Regions from separate parts of the Mus musculus genome. Here region 2 is linked to region 1. The links are chromatin contacts, called in public promoter capture Hi-C maps. All regions are on one chromosome and are shown on one strand. Each heading gives the region's core, a stretch centred on a gene start, on an enhancer-like site or on the middle of the called end of the contact. The rest is flanking DNA. Distances are from core to core; before and after follow the strand shown. Region 1 holds the start of Wdr13 (WD repeat domain 13). Region 2 overlaps Gm39488 (a long non-coding RNA gene).

Region 1 (4,655 bases), core at 1,344-3,843:
TGGCCAAGTTCTATTGCCTTTTGAAAAATCTGCTTCTTGAAACAAAAGCAAATACACAAAAGCTAGCACAAACCCTTTGCATTGATGCCTTGTTTGCATTTAACCCTGTCATTGTAGTATCCAAACTGGACACTTATCTCAGGAAAAAAGGACCAGCAGGATAGCTCAGTGGGTAAAACTGCCAAGGGTGAGGACACTAGCTTCATCCCTGGTACCCATATGTATGCCATCCAGTGACCTTCATACATGAACTGGTATGTGTGTCCCCTCCCAAATACCTTTTTTTTTTTTTTTTTTTTGAGACGGTTTCTCCATATAGCCCTGGCTGTCCTGGAACTCACTTTGTAGAACAGACTGGCCTCGAAATCAAATCCGCCTGCCTCTGCCTCCTGAGTGCTGGGATTAAAGGCGTGTGCCACCACGCCCCGGCCTCCAAATACATTTTTTTGTATTTATTATATCTAAGTACACTGTAGCTGTCTTCAAACGCGCCAGGAGAGGGCATCAGATCTCATTATAGGTGGTTGTGAGCCACCATGTGGTTGCTGGGATTTGAACTCAGGACCTTTGGAAGAGCAGTTGGTGCTCTTAGCTGCAGAGCCATCTCACCAGCCCCCAAATACATTTTTAAAACACATTGATTATAGTGTTCTTTATGATTTAAAAAAATGTGAAAATAAAGTGTGGCTCACAGATGTGAGGGGGTGCTAGTCCTCTGTGCTGTGGACTCGCATCTATAAAGGAGAGACTGGAAAAGGACCCACAACATTCCTATTAAGATTTAATTGGCTGGATGTGGTGATGAATAATGTAGTCCTGGCTACTTGGAAGGTTAAGACGGGAGGATCACAAAGTCTAGGCCAGTCTGGAAAATTTAGCAAGAAAGTCTCAAAACAAAAAACTGGAGCCTGGTGACAAGTTTTTAATTCCAGCACTGGGGAGATAAAAACAGAAGGAAGGGTGAGAAATTCAAGGCCACTCTCAACTGCGTATCCAGCTGAAGGTCAGCCTGGCCTAATTAAGACTTTGTCTCAAACAAAAAACAATAAAGGACACTTGTGATGATCCAATACCTAGGCAGTAGAGACAGGAGGACCAGCTCAGTTATCCTCTGTAACATAATGAGTTGGAAGGCAGCCTGGGTTACATGACACGTCGTTTTTAAAACAAAAGGTACTGGCTGGCCTAGGATGTCTAAGGCCCTGGGTCCTATCCCCTGTACAATAAGAAATTAGATTAATGCATGCAAGCTACTTAAACAGTGTCCAGCACTCTATCCGATGAATACTTAGGGTCTTGTTAAGGCTACATGTTTGTGCCAAGAAATAATTTATTCTTTTTAAGCTATATTGCAGGGGATATTTTAAAACACTGATAGGGTGACAGAGGAGATACCAATAGGATTCACTTACCTATTTTTTATTCCTCACTTCAGGCAACCTAAAAAGACATTATTTAGTTGATGGTTAGTTTTTTGTCAGCTTGACACAAGTTATGGTCACTTGGAAAGAAGGACCCTTAACTGAGTCTCTATCAGACTGTCCTATGGGGATACCTGCAGGGGCATTTTCTTGCCTAATAACTGTTGTGGGCAGGTGAGTCTGGGTTGAAGAAGCAGGCTACAGCAAGCCTTGAGAAGCAAGCCGATAAGCAGTGTTCCTCCATGATCTCTGCTTCAGTTCCTGGCTTGATTTTCAGCCCTGAGCTATCTCCATCCTGCTTGCTTGCTTTTTTTTCTTTTCTTTTTTTGACACAGGGTTTCTCTGTATAGCCCTGGCTGTCCTGGAACTCACTTTGTAGACCAGGCTGGCCTTGAACTCAGAAATCCGCCTGCCTCTGCCTCCCAAGTGCTGGGATTAAAGGCGTGCGCCACCACGCCCGGCGCTTGCTTGCTATTTAAAGTATGTAGTCCAGGATGTAGTCCTGGATTTGACTACATAGGCCAGACTGCATTCGAACTCATGATCCTCCTGCCACTCTATCCCCTACATCACCCTCTTCTAGGATTACCATTATGCTAGACTAAACATCTTGAATTTCAACCTTGGAATTTCTGTTTTTGACACTGAGAGGAATACTCAAGATACAAATTCTAGCTTAAGGTGAATATAACAGACGATTGGGATACTTTCCTTTCCTTAGGTCACAGCCCCAAAGCTTGTTTTCCTAATTGCATATTTTTATTAAGATACTCAAGTTTCCTAGGGGTAACCATTCAAGTCCAGTTAGTCCCAGTGAAGATACACATGGATTCTTCCCATCGCATAGGTGTTTAGAGATTCATCACTGCGCTAGGAACTAGAGAATGTTCCAGGAGTCAGTCTCTGCATATATTTTATTTGCCTGGCCAAATGTGTGCTGCTAAGAAGCAGCCTAAACCACTTTCATGAGAAAGTCTTATTTCTGATTTTTAGCTAGTGGTTGGCACACGCATTCTTGTCCTTCTGATCACAGTACATTATCCCTGTGTATACAAAAGGTGTCAAGAGGGAAATGAATAGAACTCAAGGGGTGGAGCCTCGGTCCTTGTATGGGAAACTACAGTCCTTTAATGCGCCTGCGAGGCTCCCACGCCCCGGGAAAGGTTCCTATCGATTTGCTCTGTGCTCCGCAGCTCTTTCTCGTTGCAGGCAGCCATCTTGCCTGGAGCTTGAGACAGGGAGAAGAGAGAGAAGGAACCGGTGACACTGGGCTCAGGGTCGCCGGGGGGGGGGGGCGCCTCAAGAGCTAGGGGTAGCCCCGGAGGTGGTCCTGGATCCTGAGCTATGCTCTAGGACTAGAAAAGGGAAGGCGGAGGGCAGAAGGCTTGATGGGTGGGGAATGTCAAACAAGACTTGCTATGGGGGGGAGGGGCGTTGCTACGGCAACTGGAGAGGGCGGGGTCATGTCTGAACTGCTGCTGTGAGTCACCGGAGTGCTGCCCAGGAAAGGCAGGGCTGGGGTGATGACCACGCTAACGACCCAGTGGGATTTCGCGACATCACCTGTGTGGAGGGACTTCGTGTCTATGGCAACTGTCACCTGGTGGGCGGAACTAGATTTTCTCTGCCTGGGACGCTGACATTCCAAGCCCTTGCCCTGCAGGCTCCCGCAGGCAGACAAACCAAAGAAGGAAGCCAGGGAATGGCCGCGGTGTGGCAGCAAGTATTAGCAGTGGACGCGAGGTGAGGCGTGGGGTTGGAGCCCATGGGAGAGGAACTTACTGTGGTGCATGAGCAATGGCGATAAGTGCAGCTGGGCGGAGAAGTTGGCTGGTGCGGCTGCGTGAGCATGCGCAGTAGCTTGGTGTGGGATAGTCCTGCGGTTAAGTGGCCTGGGCTGGAGCCGGTTCTAAAGAGCATGCTGGGAAAATGCGGTTTGAAATGGACATGCGCAGACTGTCTTTGAGTGGGTAGTGGAAGTCAGGCTGGTGACTTCCTATCTAGTCCCTCATTGCTTATCCTCTTCCCCAACTTTTCTCGATATCACTACCCTACTATTATTACAATTGCTACCCCATACTAACCTCTACCGTTATCTGACCCTAACCTCCATTGTTGTACATTACCAATCTGACGTATGTCATCATGCTAGACTGATATTACAGCTGGCCCAGACTGACCCCAACAGAGCTGCAAATTGACTATATTGTCGCTAGAGTGATCTTTTCATCATAACCACTAATTATTGCATAATTGCCCCCCATCACAATCCCAAGAGAAATCCCCCTTTGCTGCTCTTGTTCACTCTTACCATCCCAGTCACTGCCAAACCTTGTACCACCTCGAGCTGATTTATTCCCTCTGTCCTGTGCCTGCTGCCTGCCCTGCCTCCTGGACCCCACAGGTACAACGCCTACCGTACACCAACGTTTCCACAGTTTCGGACCCAGTATATCCGCCGGCGCAGCCAGCTGCTTCGGGAGAATGCCAAAGCTGGTCACCCCCCAGCATTGCGTCGGCAGTACCTGAGGCTACGGGGCCAGCTATTGGGCCAACGGTACGGGCCACTCTCAGAACCAGGCAGTGCTCGTGCCTATAGCAACAGCATTGTCCGCAGCAGCCGAACAACCCTTGATCGAATGGAGGTGAGCTCCTAGCTGCACCACCCGCCATGTATCTCCCCTGCCTCTGTAGTCACCATAGTTTTTGGTCAAACATCAGTGATGTACAAAGTACTGTTCCAGGTCAGTAGAGGACTAAAAGGGAATAGAGAAGCCAAGTCAATGAACATTGATAAGCAGACAGTGAATTAGATAAACACAGAGCAGGTAAGACTGATGAGTTGATAATTTACCATGGTATAGTAAGCAATGCAAAGATAGTAACATACAACAGACTTAAAAAGCAAAAAGGAACACAAGTGTTTGGTGCATGGATATAGTTCAGTAACTAGCGTGATTGCCTAGTATGTATGAGACTGATGGTTCTATTCTCAACATGGCCAAGAAGAATGAAAAGTCACTGCTTTGAGCTAAAGGAGGGAGCTGTGCTTAATAGGGAAGACTTGTCTGGGGAGGGAACACCGAAACCTGACAGAAGTGAGAGACTGATTTGAGTGCTTCTCTGGGAAGAAAGTAGTCATCCCTTGTGAGGAAAGCATGTATGTACTAAGGATGTTTGGAACAGGAAAGGAAGGACAGAAACAAAGGCACTAGTGAAGAAACTGTTGAAACC
Region 2 (4,394 bases), core at 757-3,256, 150 kb after region 1:
AGCATAGTAATCCAGTGAACATGATCTAACATTCCACATTTGTGAACGACATAGTTTTTATTGGAACAAATCAGACTACCATTTATAAAGGAGAAAACCAACTTTTTAAAAGTGAGGTGTCATCAGGCCGCAGGCTTCCCCCACCGACTTGCCTGCCACCATTACTGATGTGCAAACTAAGCTTTTCCTGTCCTGGTGCCCTAACTTCAGTATGTTTCCAGACACACGATTTTGCTAGGCTTGAAGATATTCCACGACAGACAGAGCAAATCACAGCCTTGGAGGAACGGTCACTGGAGAAAGAACAACTCATGAAAACATGGAACATCCCCCCATCTATTCTCACCATAAAAACCCTTGAGACTATCACACCCACTTCGGGAACTGGGGCTGCATATGGTTTCTAACTTCATTTTCCCAGGCCAGGACTCCATAAGCCCATCTCCTGCAGGGACCAATAAGAACCCTGCTTTGGAGCCCTCACCTCTCTTTTTCTTTTTCCCATACTAATTGGTCCTTGGATTTCCTTCTGAGCCTTGTTGTCATATCCCCGTATCAGACAGATTAAGAGCCAGGGCTAGAGAACACTAGCAACACATTTAGATACTAAAGCACATTATTTACAAATGGTTTATTGTCTCTGAGTAATTCTTTCAAAGTGAAAGTTAGTCCTCTCAACATTGTCAATACATTTGAAATAAACTAAGGCAAAACATCTGTTGGTACAGGTCAACCCTGAAGTTAATCTTCTTGCTGTACACTTTAAGTTTCTCTAGTAACCACTGTTCAGATATTGTGGACACTCAATAAAAATATGTTAGCTCTCTTTAGGTTGTCTTTCATAAATGTTGTAATCAGATTATTCTTCAACCTATCTTCATAATTAATATTTGAAAGCACCAAGCCCAAATCATTTTACAAGGGAAGCTTAAAATTTATGTTTCTGCCACATGTGGTGGCACACATCTTTGATGCCTGTACTTCAGAAGCCAAAGTGGGTGGATCTTTGTAATTTCAAGGCTAATCTGGTCTACATAGCAAGTTCTAGGCCAACTCTGTCTCAAAAACAAGCCAAAACAAAATAATATTTTAATTCATGTTAAATAAGCTTACCCAGGTGAAGTCTAGAAATGAATTACCTTTTCTTTACATTTTCCTTTTCTTTGTTTTTGTTTTTGGTTTTTTCGAGACAGGGTTTCTCTGTGTAGCCCTGGCTGTCCTGGAACTTACTCTGTAGACCAGGCTGGCCTCGAACTCAGAAATCCACCTGCCTCCCAAGTGCTGGGATTAAAGGTGTGTGCCACCACTGCCCGGAACATTTTCCTTTTCTTAAAAAAAAATTATTTATGTGCATTGGTGTTTTGCCTCCATGTATGTCTGAGTGCCAGATCCCTTAGAGCTGGAGTTACAGACAGTTGTGAGCTGCCATGTGGGTGCTGGGAATCGAACCCAGGACCTCTGGCAGAGCAAGCCAGTGCTCTTAACCACTGAGCCATCTCTCCAGCCCCGCCGTGTTTTCTAAATCCTTGGATTTTAGCTTTAAGGAATAGATACAGAATCAATTGCTTCTGTGTAGGACAAAATGAACCAAAGCACACTCACATGAACAGAGCATGCCAATCACGCTTAGCAGGGCACAGCGAGTTTAGAGCATAAAGCAAAACCGAAGTGGCCAGGGTTTTCTTCACAAGCTCCAAGGACAGGGATTGTTGTCTCCCACCCCATTGCTGTCTTCGGAATTATTTATAAAAGATCAATCAGCTTTGAGTCTCAATAGGCTACCAAACTAGTACAGAGAATACTTTCCTGGTTATATAAACCATGGTATTGAGACCTACCTATTCCAAATGGTTCCACCGAACCACAAGTGACTCAAGAGCACTCAAACCTGTCCTGTTATATGACACATGCCCTAATCAACTTTATGGGCCTGTCTCTTTAAGACACTTGTAAATTTAGAAACCCAAGCCACCTTCTCTCCTCCAGCTGACAGGAAACAGAACGTGCCTCCCTGAAGCTTCCAATCACAGGACCCTATCTTTGTGGTCCTTGACTTTGAATTCTGCTCAGGTCCCCAATACTTTTGAGAGCTCTCTGCTTTGCCACCATTCTCTACGTTACAATAACCGTAACCCAATAGTCTTCGACACAAGAGTATCCAAAACAAAATCATTCACCAAATGGCAGCAGGGAATGAATCAAAAGAACTCCAAATTGCTCCAAAGATCCCAAAGGCAAAAAGGCAGGCAAAAGCTGGTCGGTGAGAGACTTACCAAAGGTCAGATTTGTGCAGAATCTAAGACAAAGTCCAAACTCATTTGCCTGCTTCACTGAGTCGAGTACGAAGCAGCCAATGCTGGCTAAGGGGAAAGAGCGTAATGTCCCTGGAGGAAATGACTCCAGTAAATCTGGAAACTTCCATTTGTCCTTTCTTCTCTCCCTGGGGTCATCACAGTATTAGTAGACACCCCTGAAATGTGTCTTATGATTTTTTTAAAGATTTATTTATTTATTATATATAACTAAGCTGTAGCTGTCTTCAGACACCCCAGAAGAGGGCATCAGAATTCATTATGGATGGTTGTGAGCCACCATGTAGCTGCTGGGATTTGAACTCAGGACCTTCTGAGCAGCAGTCAGTGCTCTTACCCGCTGAGTCATCACTCCAGCCCCCGAAACGTGTCTTTACACCTCCATGAATGCCATTTTGTCACCAAACTTGGGGTTCACAACCTGTGCCCCAAGTCAGGTCCAGACACCCATCTTCAATAAGCCAATTAAAGGAGCCAAATTAAAAGTTGAAAGCAGCCGGGCGTGGTGGTGCACGCCTTTAATCCCAGCACTCGGGAGGCAGAGGCAGGTGGATTTCTGAGTTTGAAGCCAGCCTGGTCTACAAAGTAAGTTCCAGGACAGCCAGGGCTACACAGAGAAACCCTGTCTCGAAAAAAACAACAACAAAAAAAAGTTGAAAGCAAGCTGGGCATGGTGGCGCCTGCCTTTTATCCCAGCACTTGGGGAGGCCAGGGATGGTGCCAATACTTGGGAGGCAGAGGCAGGAGGATCTCTGTAAATTCAAGGCCAGCCTGATCTACATACCAAATTCCAGGCCAGTCCAGAATTACATGGAGACCTTATTTCAACAGCACCCCATCACCCCCAAATGCTGAAAGCAGAAAAGGGAGATTTATTCAATGTGACCACACTGGGAAGAGGGACGTTGTTGTCTAACAAATTTCTCAGCTCTGTCTTTGGAATCCTGAAAGCTTAAATGAGGGTCAAGGCTGTGTATATCTAAGCAGTCCAGGTGAAGGCTGTGCCCCACCCACCCAGCATTATCTGTCTTCAGTTCATCCTATAAGGTTGTCTGACCACTCACTACTGCAAATCTCTTTCTGGGAGACAGGAGACAAGTTCCCCTTATGCCTGGTGTCCTTTTGAATGAGATTTCTGGGGAAATTATCATTTTAGGGGGCCCATTGTTTCAACACTCTGATCATCAGACTAAAAGACACAATCTCTGTAGAATAGCTTCATTTCTGCCAGAGCCATTACAGGTTTAGTGTGCAGTACCACAAAAAAGTAAAATATAGGCTGGGCGTGGTGGCACACGCCTTTAATCCTAGCACTCGGGAGGCAGGGGCAGGTGGCTTTCTGAGTTCGAGGCCAGCCTGGTCTACAAAGTGAGTTCCAAGACAGCCAGAGCTATACAGAGAAACCCTGTCTCGAAAAACAAAAAAGCAACAAAAAAGTAAAATATAGCTAAATTTTGTCAAATGTCCAAACTCACCTGCAAGAAGGCTCGACCCATCCATCTCCTTTCCTGATTCTTCTTAGGATGTGTTGCTAATTAATCTAAAATTCTGCCAACCTACAAAATTTGCTCAAAAGAATACATTTTTTTAAACTAAAAATGAGTGTTTTCAAATGAGAGCTATGGGGGCTGGAGAGATGGCTCAGCAGTTGAGAGCACTGACTGCTCTTCCAGAGGTCCTGAGTTCAAATCCCAGCAACCACATGGTGGCTCACAACCATCTGTAATGGGATCCAATGCCCTCACCTCATCTGGTATGTCTGAGGACAGTTATAGTGTACACATATACATTAATAAATAAAATCTTTTTTTTAAGAGAGAGCTATGGTATAGAACTACCAGGGAAATGGGCTCAACATAGGAGCAACCATCCTCAGGTCTTTTTTTCTTTAAGATTTATTTATTTATTTATTTAATGTATATGAGTACACTGTTACTATCTTCAGATGCACCAGAAGAGGGGATCAGATCCCATTACAGATGGTTGTGAGCCACCATGTGGTTGCTGGGAGTTGAACTCAGGACCTCTGGAAGAGCAGTCAGTGCTCCTAACTGCTGAGCCATCTCTCTAACCTTCCCCGCC

What was found. Promoter capture Hi-C pulls out the DNA fragments that hold promoters and counts their contacts.
Region 2: a contact with region 1 is called in a promoter capture Hi-C map of liver. The contact joins the enhancer-like site here to the promoter of Wdr13 in region 1. A contact is called at or near these places in 7 of 39 promoter capture datasets (the 3T3-L1 cell line, the C10 cell line, the HPC-7 cell line and 3 more) and 1 of 9 other capture datasets (adipose tissue).

What each region holds. Positions count from the first base shown.
Region 1 is chrX:8,130,796-8,135,450 of GRCm38.p6, reverse strand. Wdr13 (WD repeat domain 13) reads left to right here and starts at 2,593. Exons shown (of 9, transcript NM_026137.5): 1 at 2,593-3,164; 2 at 3,826-4,066. The coding sequence starts at 3,124.
Region 2 is chrX:7,979,478-7,983,871 of GRCm38.p6, reverse strand. The region is part of intron 2 of Gm39488 (a long non-coding RNA gene); the gene reads right to left. Among named protein-coding and RNA genes, the nearest start is that of Gata1, 14 kb to the right of the region's middle. Within about 2 kb of position 2,006, at least 7 of the 459 cell types and tissues checked have an H3K27ac peak or open chromatin away from gene starts, as enhancers often do. A contact at or near this core is called in liver, where this site is marked.